2 separate regions of the Ovis aries genome follow, and region 2 is linked to region 1. The links are chromatin contacts, called in public Hi-C maps. All regions are on one chromosome and are shown on one strand. The core of a region is the stretch at or near the end of the contact, and the rest is flanking DNA. Distances in the headings are between cores, read along the strand shown.

Region 1 (6,467 bases), core at 1,159-3,658:
GGCCCCAGCACGAAGCCACGCAGCGAGTTCAGGTTCTGGTTCCCCACGTAGCAGATGCCGGCCACCGGGTCCCCGTCCACGGAGCTCAGGGCCAGCGCGGTGATGGACTTGACGCTGGGGATGAGCCACGCGGCCAGGTGGAAGTACTGCGCATAGCCCGCGATGGCCTCGTTGCCCCACTTCATGCCGGCCGCCAAGAACCAGGTGAGCGATAGGATGACCCACCAGATGGAGCTGGCCATGCCGAAGAAGTAGACTAGCAGGAAGACGACAGTGCACAGCGCAGGGCCCGTAGTCTCGTAGTGGATGTGGCTGTGCTCGCGGCTGCAGGCGACGCTGGCATGACCCACGACCAGGCGCACCAGGAAGCCCAGCGACACGCAAAGGTAGCAGGCTGACAGGAAAATGATGGGGCGCTCCGGGTAGCGGAAGCGTTCCATGTCTATGAGGAAGGTGGCCACCGTGGTGGAGGTGGAGATGAAGCACAGCACAGACCACAGGCCGATCCAGAAGGTGGCGAACGTGCGCTCGTCGGGGCTGAAGGACGGCTGGTAGCAGGGCACCGCGCAGTTGGGTACCTGGCCCGTCCGCACCTTGTTGTAAAGCGGATGTGACTCCTTCAGAATGGGCACGAAGGGCTCGCGGCACCTGCACACCGACGGGCCCCCGGCGGCGCAGTCGCTCCCCGAGGCCGGCGACCCAGGCAGGCTGGAGAGGGTGGGCTTGACAGGGAAGGGCCTGGGGGGAGCCGTGGTGGCCTCGCTGCGGTTGTAATCCATGCACAGGACCTCGGCGTCGCGGCCCAGCACCGGGAGGCGGTCGCAGCTCATGCGTTCCGGCCAGGCAAAGCCGTACTGGCGCATGAGCGGCGAGCAGCCGGCCTTGGCGCGTTCGCACACCGAGCGGCAGGGCGGCAGCGGCTTGTGGTAGTCCGGCAGGCAGATGGGCGTGTACATGGAGCACAGGAAAAAACGCAGGTCCGGAGAGCAGTGGATCTCCACCAGCGGCCAAAACTGGTGCACCTCCAGGCCCGCCTCGTCCTGCGTGTCGTGGTTGAACTGGTTGGGCATGTGCGTCAGGTTGTAGCCGATGCCGCGGCACATGGGCACTGTGATCTCCTGGCACGCCGGGGCCTTGGAGGCGGCGGCCGCCCGGCCCGCCAGCTGCGCCAGGAGCAGCAGCAGCAGCGAAGGCGGCGCGGACGGGTCAGGCCGAGCCATAGCCCCCTCCCTCCCCGCGTCTCCCGCAACCCGCGCGGGGCCAGCTCAGGCAGGAGGAAACCGGGATCGGAGCTTCCCTCTCCGAGGACTTGTGTGGCGCCGGGGCTGGCAACCTGTTGGTTTCTTTTTCAAGAAATCCGTCCAAAGACCAACTGTTTCGGGAGGGCCCTGCCTCCGCAAAAGCGCTCAGCTCTTCGCTGGACAGGGCTGGAGAGGGACGATTAGGCTCCGATTCTGGGGAAAGAACTCTTAAAAAAAAAAAGAAAAAAAAAAAAAAGGTGGGGGAGAAGAAAAATGACAACCACTCCCAATTAGAGGGGCGTCAACAGTACAATTCCCTCAAGCGGTCTCCAAATCTCTAAATTAACCTCTATCTTTTCCCTCCCCTCCACCTCCTGGAACACAACTACAGACTCCCCGTCCCTCACCCTGCCTCCCTTTTCCCTGGGCCTGCCAGGCTACACCCCGAAGTCACAGCGCTCAGCCCCCCCAGGAAAAGGGCTGAAGGACAGGGAAAAGAATGGGGAGAAGGGGAAGGCGCGGGCTCTCACCTCCGAGAATCCCGAGAAAAGCAGATAGCCCGCAGCCAGCCTGGGTCCCCCGTCTCTGGGACACTCCACGTTTCTCAGAGACGGACTGGCATCGGGAAAGTTTGGCGAGAGGCTGAGTATCCGAGGAAGCAGCACATGGCAGCAGGTGGGGGCGTCTCAGAGAGGGGGTCGCCCCCTGAACGAGGTCGCCGCAGACTGGTCACTCGCCCTCTCCTCCTCCGGGGCCCCCCGCATGATCCGGGCAGGGGTAGGGCGGGGACAGGCCGTGCGTTCCACCAGGGTCCGGGAGCCGGACGGAGGGGCGAGTGCGCCTGGCTGCACCTGGGCGAGAGGAAGGCGACTGGCGGATCCCGCCGCCTCACAGCACCGCGAGCAGCCAGCGCTGGCCCTGCCGGGACTGCACGGTGCGAGCCCGCCGCCGCGTCCCGCCCGCCGGCCGCTCGCCTCCTCCCCTGCAGGGGGCTCCGCGCTCCAAGCGGACTCCTGGGGGCGGTGGCGGCGCTCCCGGGACGCGCCGGGCTCGGCTCCTCCCCCGCACTCTAACACCCTTTCGCCCACCTCCGCCGGGTATAGAACTGCACGCGGCGACGGCGGCGGTGGCCACAGCAGAGTCACGGTCGCGGGCGGACTGGCCTCTCCCGCCCCGCCTGGGTCACCTGCTTCTAATGCCCGCCGGGAGACTCCGCCCCAGCCCCGCCCCTTCGCGCTGGGGCTCGGTTGGTGGTCCGCCCCGCCACACTCTCCGTGCGTCCCCGCCCACTGCCCCGCCGGCTCGGCCTCTCCCCAGGCGCCCTCGGGTCCAGCCAGAAGCGGGTAGCCAAGGAGCGCGGGCCAATCGCTGGCCGGGAAGCTATGGAGGGCGGGGCGAATGCTAATCACGCCTTCTTGAGACCCTGAGCGGGAAACCCTGGCTAGAAGTCCCTCCCGAGTTCTCTGCTGATCCCCACTTATGTGGGACTCACTTCCCGTAATGTTCTAGCTTATGAACCCTTGCTTCCAGGGCACCTACCAGATCTCTTCTCTGCAGCTAAGTATCCTTAGAGTCCAGCGCTTGTTTAAAAGACTGCTCAAAGAATCACTCTTAACGGTGGCACCTGTCTCCGCTCTGCGCCTCCCTCACACCAGGTGAGCTCAGATTTAGAGAGGAACAAATGCTTACCGAGTCCCTACTGTGTCGGACAGCGCGTTAGTCATCCACATCTTAATACAGGATGTCTCAGATCTTTAAAATAATTCTATGAATCGGACACTCCTTACAGGTGAAGAGTTTAGAAACTTGACCAAGGCAACCGTACTTGGTTAATGCCCCCCAAGAAAACCACAACGTAATCTTGTTCAGCATGGTATTCCGAGCGCCTGGCGCAGAGTAGGCGCTCAAATGGGAAACCCGAGATTCGAATCGAGATAGCTGGGCCGCGACATCCACAATTTTTACCACCTCTTTCCCCTTCCCCCCGCCCCCATGTTCTACCGGTTATCTCCCAGGCTTTAACCTTTACTTTTGCATTTCGTAACAAAATCTTACTGTTGCAACAAGAAAGTGATTTTCTTTCCGTCTTTGGAAGACTCCAAACCTGTAGTCTTTTATCAGTTTATCGGGTTAAAAATCCAGGCAGTTCCGAAGCTGCCTGCAGGGAAAAGCAACACTGGCTCCGGGCAGTGTAATGGGCAGGGGCTGTACCCCCTCCCCCCCGGCCCGCCCCCGTCGCTCCCCCGGGCTACCCACTGCTTCGCTGTGCAGCCGATCGCCGCCGGGGATCCGGGCACACGAGGCAGCTGGAGCCCACGGGAAGACCTGCTGGGCGCCCCCAACCACTGGGACGCACTGTGGCGCTCTCCAGATGGGTTATTATGCTGCAAGTTTTAAATGTCCTAAAAATGCCTCTTTTCTACGTGTTCTAATTAGGTTGGAAGACTGAGGTGTTTAGCATTCTTGAAATTCATTCACACGCTTACAAAGAGGGTTTGAATTGTTTCCCTTTTCCCAACCCCTTCCTTCTATTGGGAAGAAGGCGGAAAAAAAGGCAGGAGGGCCTGAGTTCTCAAAGTACTCAGGACTGGACTAGAGGACCGAGACACACCGCGGCTATTGTCGTTCTTGTGTCCTGGATCCCACTTACATAGACTGGGAAACTAAATTGCAGAACAGTCCTCTCCTCCCTGCTTATCAACAAGATTTGTAATGAAGAATATGTGTATTATATTCCAGCCTCAAAGTTAAATATCAATCGCTTCACAAACATCAAAACTATTAATAAATATGTTTAAAATGTATATTACTTATTTCATTCCCTGTGATTGTACCTGTGCTTATATTTTGTTTGTTTGTTTGTTTGTTTTTGGGAACTACTTGGCAGTCAGTGTCGGCAAACATCCCAGGGTTGAAAGCAGTGGGAGTTTTCAGCTATGGAATAGCAATCAAAAAGAAAGGGAAACCCTCAGTGGAAAGTATGCACAGATTGTGAACATGCCAAGAGAGGCTGCCTCATTCTGTGGCCTTTATGCAACGTGTGTATTATTGGGGATGGACAAGTGTTGGCTAATAATAAAAATTATTTGAAGTTGGAGAATGTTAATCACTCATGCTGGAATTTAGCCAGAATACATGTGTTATTTCACTTGGTTCTGACTCAAAGGATGTTATCTCCTAGTCTGTAAACTTTTCCCTTCTCAGTCAACAGGGAAATGTTATTTTTGCTTGGAGATCTCTAATAATAGTATTGTAATAGTAATAACAGTGGGAAAACTTTGCCAAAAGAAAGTTACTTTGCATTGTATAGCTTTTCATGTCATTTGAATTTTTGCTTTTTCACCTATATTACCTCGCTTTAAAGGCAGTTTAAAATATGCTGTTTAACATGAGTTAGGTGCTACATAATTCATTTCAGTTAGCTCATTTAATCACAACAATCAGATGGAATTGGCACCATAATGACTTGCTTGAAATTACATATTTAGTCCATGGAAAGGGCAGAAATCTTGGAATTTTTTTTCTCCTGAGTAATAGCTATTGTTTAACAAACTGGAAAACACTAAATTAGTTTTAAAGATGCAATTTTTAAGCAACTAGAACATTGGCGTGCCTTTTCACCTATTAATTCACTTATCTGTCTTCCATCTAACCATCCATCCATCTATCCATCCATCCAAAAGCATCACATTTCTGAGTTGAAGACACTACTGCTATATTAAACATGTTACTCCAAAGTGAAATTTATGAGAGTCAACTGAAATTATTGTCCCAGGTGTACTTATTAATTGATGAAAATACGGGGTTGTGGGGGGGGGGGTCATGCTAAACGTTCCATCTAGTAAGCTAACCATTCCATCTAGTAACGCTCCAAAAGTTTTGAATTATCAGTGTTGGATTTTGTATTCAGGGAATAGTTACTGTGTTTCTAATGTTAAGACTTTTGTTGATTATAACTGTGTATTCTGGGAAGACACTTGAGAGTTTAGTACTATAGGGATGACTGGACAATTAGCCTCTGTTACTCTTCAATATCTTGATAATCCAGTGTGGAACAGTATGCTGCCCATAGATGCCTTCCATAACTATTTGTGAAGTAAATGGATGAGTGAATGGCAACTGAGAGTAACTTTGTAAACTTTAGCAAGTGGTATTGAATCCTTGAATAAAGCTTATATTATGAGCTGTCTCTGAGGTTGACCATGCCCTGTTGAATGCAACGAGTCCAAACCGTGGCTCTCTAGCTGTGCCACCTTGGACAAGTCACCTAACAGCACCAGATCCTCTTTCTTCACCTGTAAAGTGGAGTCACAAATAGTTATCTACCTCGTAGAGCTGTAGTGAGGAGTAAATTCATTTACATGGTAAAGGGTTAGAACCATGCCTTGCACCTTGTAACGCTATGTAATTCTGTTATTAGTTTCTACTGGGTTTATTGTATTTTTCTGTTTTTCCACTCTTCTTTGGGCTTTCCAGGTAACACTAGTGGTAAAGAACCCGCCTGCCATTGCAGGAGACATAAGAGACGTGGGTTCAATCCCTGAGTCTGGAAGAGCGCCTGGAGGTGGTCATGGCAACCTACTCCAGTATTCTTCCCTGGAGAATCCCCTGGACAGAGGAGCCTAGCAGACTCATAGGGCCACAAAGAGTCAGACATGACTGAAGTGACTTACCACAGCACTCTTCTTTATTTTCTTCTGTGTGTCACTTTAATAATGGGAAAAAAATTAGCTTTTAGATGTACAGGCAAACCCAGAGATATGGGTTCGGTTCCAGACTACTGCAATAAAACAAATACCACAATAAACTGAATCACACAAATTCTTTGCTTTTCCAATAGTGTCTAAACTGATGTTTATACTATTCTCCAGTCTCAAGTATGCAATAACATTATGTCTAAAAAATGCACATACCTTAATTAAAAAATACTTTATCTCTAAAAAATACTAGCCATCATCTGACAACTCAGGGTTTTCACAAACCTTCAATTTGTAAGACAAGCAGTATCTGTGAAGCACAGTAAAAAGAGGTAGGCTTGTACTTTATGTGCAAGTGCACTCCCAGCTGTCACCAGCTATCTCTAGTATTTAGATATTAGCTAAATTTTATGCCAAAGCAGGGATCATTTCACTTGCTCTGGATCAAAGTACAAAGTACATTCACCTGACATCAACAACCAGCCCGAAAGTGTGCAAGCTTGCACAGTACTGGCACAGAACAAATACC
Region 2 (6,135 bases), core at 1,860-4,359, 490 kb after region 1:
CTCCAGTACTCTTGCCTGGTGAATCCCATGGAGGGAGGAGCCTGGTAGGCTACAGTCCATGGGGTCACAAAGAGTCGGACACAACTGAGCGACTTCACTTTCACTGCTCAGAACATATCCCTGGCCTGTCCTTGGTATCCCAGCTCCTGGACTATTCTTCCAGCCATTAGTGGGCAAAGGCAAACTGCCAATGGGTGGGAGAGGGGATTGGAGTTGTTCCAGGAAGAGGTGTCTTCCTGGGATGTGGGGGTAGCAGATGCTAATCCATCTGATTCCCAGAGACAGCAGGGCTACACCCTATGGACGCACTCAGTCACCTCCCACTCTTTGCGACCCTTTGGACTGTACCCACCTGGGCTCCTCTGTCCGTGGGATTCTCCAGGCAAGAATATTGGAATGGGTAGCCATGGCCTCCGGGGGATCTTCCTGACTCAGGGATTGTACCCGTGTTTCTTATGTCTCCTGTATTGGTGGTTTTTTTTTACTATAAGTCTCACCTGGGAAGCCCTTTGTAAAAAGTGAAAGTGTTCGTTGCTCAGTCACATCTGATGCTTTGGAATGCATAGACTATAGCCTGCCAGGCTCCTTTGTCCACGGAATTCTCTAGGCAAGAATTCTGAAGCAGGTTGCCATTGGGCTTAGGCTTAAAGAAAGGGATGTTTCCTGAGAGTAAGAGGCACTGAGCCTGCTAAAGGTATCTGTTCCCTTTCACGGTGCTTTAATGGAAACTATTTTCCCCCCTAGAAGATAACAACAGATTGCTTTTATTCTATTAATTTACAGTTGAGGACTGAAAGGAGAATTGACTTTAAAATATTAAGGAAGAGGTCTATAAACATCTCAAAGAGTTGAGTTAAAGTTGTCTGGCCTTTATATTTTTAAATGTAATGATTGACTGTGAGCTTCAGTTCCTCATGACAAGCCAAGATATATTCCTAACCTCTAGGCCCATTTTCACTTCCCAATTTGCAATTCTGGGATTTTGCTTATTATATTAGTATTTAGGAGGTTCTCTAGACCATTACTGGGGGACCATCTGGAACTCAACTAGAATAAAAAAGTGAACACACTGGTATGAATGAGTCAGCTACTTCCCATTTGTAATTTCAAATATAATTTAAAGTACAGCTTAAAGTATATGATTTAATCACACTGATCCCACAGTCACATCTGTATTATGAACAAAACAAAAAGAGGCAGCAAACTTATCTCAGTTTTGATACATTTCCAAGGCCATATTCCTATGAAGTATTATGCAAGAGTTATGACTTGGCTATTTTTCTTTAATGGCAAATACAGTTAATAAAAGGCATACAGCAAACTTGAAATTTCAGTAATAAGTGATATTATTTTTTGGTTAAGCAAACACTTTCTGATTAATCTTTCTATATTTCATAATGCATAACTGAAACATTAAAGGTTTTCTTCCTGATACTTACCCATTACATTTTTAAATTTAAAATTCACTTTTAATTTAAAAAGTGAAGCTTTATTGTGGACCCTGGGTTACTACACTGTAGGACACTATTTTATTTCTTCTAGATTTGAATCCTATGAGGTTGGGCTTCAGATACCACTGAATTCACTTTCCACTCTAGTCCCTCAGATCTTTTGTCTCCACCCAAACCCTGATTTCAGAAGGAAGGCCTTTTCCAACAAGCTAGTTCATTTATGGAGCAGCTGAATTCCAATCTCCTGACACACATGTGCAATGCTAGAAAATAAACCTGAACTAACAACAAAGTAGCTTAAGAAAAGCTGCTTCCGGGGGTGTGTGGGGGGTGAGGGTGCTGAGTTCATGAACAACACTAATTTCTGTGCAAAAAAAAAAAAAAGTGTCTTGCAGAGAAGACTCTAGACTGAAAGAAACAAGGAAACAGTTGCAATTTATTGGTGGAAAAATTCCTGAGTCATTCCCTTACAGGGCCTCCGACCACCTCCAAGACCTCCACCAGTTAAACACAGTATTGCCATATGAAAGAATGGGGAGGAATTACTTATTCTCACCTTTACAATTTCTAATCACCCCAACTCCTCTCAGTCTCGCAGACTCAGCTTACCTCCTAAAACAAAACAAAAAAACAGAGACAGGGATAAGGTACAAGGCACTCCAGCACTCTTCTCCGGAGAATTTAGCTTTTTTTTTTTTTAAGCCAGGCAGCCCGGTTTATCTGTTTTAAAGTACAGTGCCAAGTGCACCCTAAGGGGCAAAGGGCAGTTTTAGGTTAGCATGCACTTTCCAAATACAGTATAATAAATACCCCTGTTTGCACACGGAGGAGGACGCGTCCGTGGGCGCGGCCCGGGTTCGTTGTCCGTTAGCTAGTCTTGAGGTTTGTGCGTCCTTCGGGGACCAGCCGGCTCTTGGCCTGCATGCGTCTTTGTGGCCCTTGTGCAACCGAAGCCAGCTGGGTTCCTCCTTCCACGCCCGACCCTTCCCTCCTGAGCGCAGGGACCTTTAACCCCTCTCCACCTTAACTTGAAATGCCGACAGCGACATTTCCTCCACCCCCGGCAACCACCAGGTGGCCTACCGACCGCCTCTCGCCGCCCCCTTAAAGCTCCCCAGGAGGACTCCTCCAGCCCGCCGCACCATCAGTCCCATCGGCCCCAGTTCCATGCACACGCTCAAGTTCTCCAACAGCCGAGGCCGCACGTCTTCTTCCTCCTAAACCCAAGTCTTCCACAAGTCCCTGCATCCTCCTACCGCCCGATTTTTTCTTCTGCTGCAGACCCGGCATTCCATCCGTCACCGTATGCCACCTCCCCCTGCCCAATTTGACCCTCCAATGCGAACAGCGGGCCGCCTACACAACCAGGCATCTAGCACAGTCTTCCTCCCATTTCCTTCTCCCACGCCCACCACCTGGATTTTTTTCCCGCTGCCGTGCGACCAGGACGTGCCGCTAAATTTCCCCTAGCATGCTCAAGATCTGAGCGTCCTTTTCCCCACATTAGCCACTAACAGCCTTCTCGCAGGGGCCAGAGACCGGGGCCGCCCCTCGAAGCCTGCGGCTACCTGCGGGGAAGGTACGTTGGCGATGACTCGGGAGCACACAGTCACTCAGTGTCTACTCTGGCAATCCCGGCTAGACCACAGCTGTTCCGGCTTCTCACGGGGCCTCAGCAGAAACCCAGAATCTGGCCACCCAGGCAGGGCTTTTTCTCTTCCCGGCTTTTGTCCAGACCCGGGCCCGGCCCCCTCAGCCCACCTCCCGGAGCTCCGCCCCCGAGCCCCCGCCAATCGCCTCGGGCCGACCACCCGAAATGGGCGGGGCCATGGGGCGGGGCGGGCCCTTCCATTTGGGGCTAATCCGCGGCCCCGCCTTCCTTGCGCTGGGATGGGGAAAGGCGGGGCCAGCTGCGCGGCTGGGTTCCGCCGCCGCCCCTCTTCTGCTGAAGAACAAGCTTGCCACCTGCAGGCTGGCGTGTTGGGCGCGTCGGCGCTGGTATTCTGAATCCCACGCCACGAAGAGGCGCCCCGGGCTTTGTAACAACCTTAGGGTCAGGCTGAGTGAGTTTCTAGGTCTCCAATAAAGACAAACCGGAGACTTGGACCTATCCTGTTCCTGGCACGCTCCGGATGTGCGGTAGACTGGAACGCGCTCGGGCAGAGTTGTGTGGGCAAGCGTGAAGTCACTTTGGGGGCTTCTCCGCGCAGCTGGAATGCAAAGGATTGAACAGTTGCACAAGCAGGGACGCTACAGTAAATTTCACCCACCGCCGATGACTAGGTCTTCAGAGCTAATGTATCTATTACTTTCAATTTCTATTGCATGCTATAAATAGTGGAGAAGGAAATGGCAGCACACTCTAGTATTCTTGTCTGGAAAATCCCACAGAGAGCGAAGCCTGACGGGCTAGAGTCCATGAAGTCGCCAAGAGTCGGTGGCAACTTGGCGACTAAATAAGGAGAACTATAAATAAATGCAGTAGTTATTTGCGGTAGACAATAAGGTTAATGAAATCATCTGAGTTCCAGTAACATTCAAGTAAAGATCTAAGGAGGCCTTAGAAAAGAGGGGATTAAAATAAATTCTGTCCTCTGCAGGAAATTATTTTTAGTGTATTCCTTAATTTTGAAAACATGGAGGGCTGGGGAGAAGTATTTTAGATTATGATTTGTAGGATAAACCCATGCTTAGTCCAGGATTCAGTGCCCCCAAATTTATTTATTTTAAATTTTATTGAAATACGGACATCCTGGAATGAGAAGTCAAGTGGGCCTTAGGAAGCATTGCTAAGAACAAAGCTAGTGGAAGTGATGGAATTCCAGCTGAGCTGTTGTAAATCCTTAAAAATGATGCTGTGAAAGTGCTGCACTCAATATACCACCAAATTTGGAAAACTCAACAGTGGCCACAGGACTGGAAAAGGTCAGTTTTTATTCCAATCCCAAAGAAAGACAATGCCAAAGAATGTTCAAACTACTGCACAATTGCACTTATCTTACACACTAGCGAACTAATGCTCAAAATCCTTCAAGCTAAGCTTCGAAACACAGGAACTGAGAACCTGAAGATGTGCAGACTGGATTCAGAAAAGGCAGAAGAACCAGAGATCAAATTGCCAACATCCCTTGGGTCATAGAAGAAGCAAGAGAATTAAAAAAAAAACCAAAAACTGCTTTATTGACTATGCCAAAGCCTTTGACCATGTGGATCACAACAAACTGTGGAAAATTCTGAGAGAGATGGGAATACCAGACCACCTTACCTGCTTCCTGAGAAATCTGTATGCAGGTCAAGAAGCAACAGTTAGAACCAGACATGGAACAACAGACTGGTTCCAAATTGGGAAAGGAGTATCTCAAGGCTGTATATTGTCGCCCTGCTTATTTAATTTATATGCAGAATACATCATGCAAAATGCTTGGGCTGGATGAAGCTGGAATCAAGATTACCAGGAAAAATATCAATAACCTCAGATATGCAGATGACACCACCCTTATGGCAGAAAGCAATGAAGAACTAAGGAGCCTCTTGATGAAAGTGAAAGAGGAGAGTGAAAAAGTTGGCTTGGAACTCAACATTCAAAAAATGAAAATCATGGCATCCAGTCCCATCACTTCATGGCAAATAGATGGGGAAACAATGGAAACAGTGAGAGACTTTATTTTCTTGGACTCCAAAGTCACTTCAGTTGGAGACTGCAGCCATGAAATTAAAAGATCCTTCCTCCTTGGAAAAAAAGCTTTGACCAACCTACACAGCATATTTAAAAGCAGAGACATTACTTTGCTGACAAATGTCCATCTAATCAAAGCTATGGTTTTTCCAGTAGTCATGTATGGATGTGAGAGTTGGACTATAAAGACAGTTGAGGGCCAAATAATTGATGCTTTTGACTTCGGTGTTGGAGAAGAGTCTTGAGAGTCCCTTTGAACTTCTAGGAGATCAAACCAGTCCATCCTAAAGGAAATCAGCCCTGAATATTCACTGGAAGGACTGATGCTGAAGCTGAAGCTCCAATACTTTGGCCACCTGATTGGAAGAACTGACTCATTTGAAAAGATCCTGATGCTGGGAAAGGTTGAAGGCAGGAGGAGAAAGGGACAACAAAGGATGAAATGGTTGGATGTCATCACCAACTTGATGGACATGAATTTGAGCAGGCTTCAGGAGTTGGTGATGGACAGGGGAGCCTGGTGTGCTGCAGTCCGTGGGGTCACCAAGAATCAGACATAACCGAGCAACTGAATTGAACTGGAACTGTCATGGCACCTCTGGGTATGTCATTTCAACTTGCTGATTGAGGATCAAGGTCTAGTCTTATCTGCCATCTTGGCCCCATTTGTTTCTACTAAGTTTATGTTGTGTCCTTGGGCTATGTCATTCTTTCAAAACTTGTGCCTTGCCCCTTTCCCTCCTGTTATAATGGACATGAGTTTGAGGAAACTCAGGGAGATAGTGAAGGACAGGGAAGCCTGCCATGCTGTAGTCCATTGGGTCACAAAGAGTTGGGCATGACTTAGCAACTGAACAACAGCAACAGTTGATTTATAATGCTGAGCTGATTTCTGCTGTACAGCAAAAATGATTTAGATATACATTACATAAATATATTATTCTTTTTTAATCTTCCTTTCCATTATGGTTTATCACAGAACACTGAACATAGTTCCCTGTGCTATAC

What was found. Hi-C and Micro-C count contacts between places; a contact is called where the count stands out from the background.
Region 2: a contact with region 1 is called in a Hi-C map of tail adipose tissue, with 3 times the contacts expected there. The contact joins the promoter of IDH1 here to the promoter of FZD5 in region 1. A contact is called at or near these places in 2 of 16 Hi-C or Micro-C datasets (skin fibroblasts and tail adipose tissue).

Annotation. Positions count from the first base shown.
Region 1 is chr2:209,837,521-209,843,987 of ARS-UI_Ramb_v3.0, forward strand. It overlaps FZD5 (frizzled class receptor 5), which reads right to left and starts at 2,409. Exons shown (of 3, transcript XM_027965132.3): 1 at 2,330-2,409; 2 at 1,772-2,092; 3 at 1-1,468. The coding sequence starts at 1,220.
Region 2 is chr2:210,329,070-210,335,204 of ARS-UI_Ramb_v3.0, forward strand. IDH1 (isocitrate dehydrogenase (NADP(+)) 1) reads right to left here and starts at 3,110. Exons shown (of 10, transcript NM_001009276.1): 1 at 3,020-3,110; 2 at 2,008-2,063.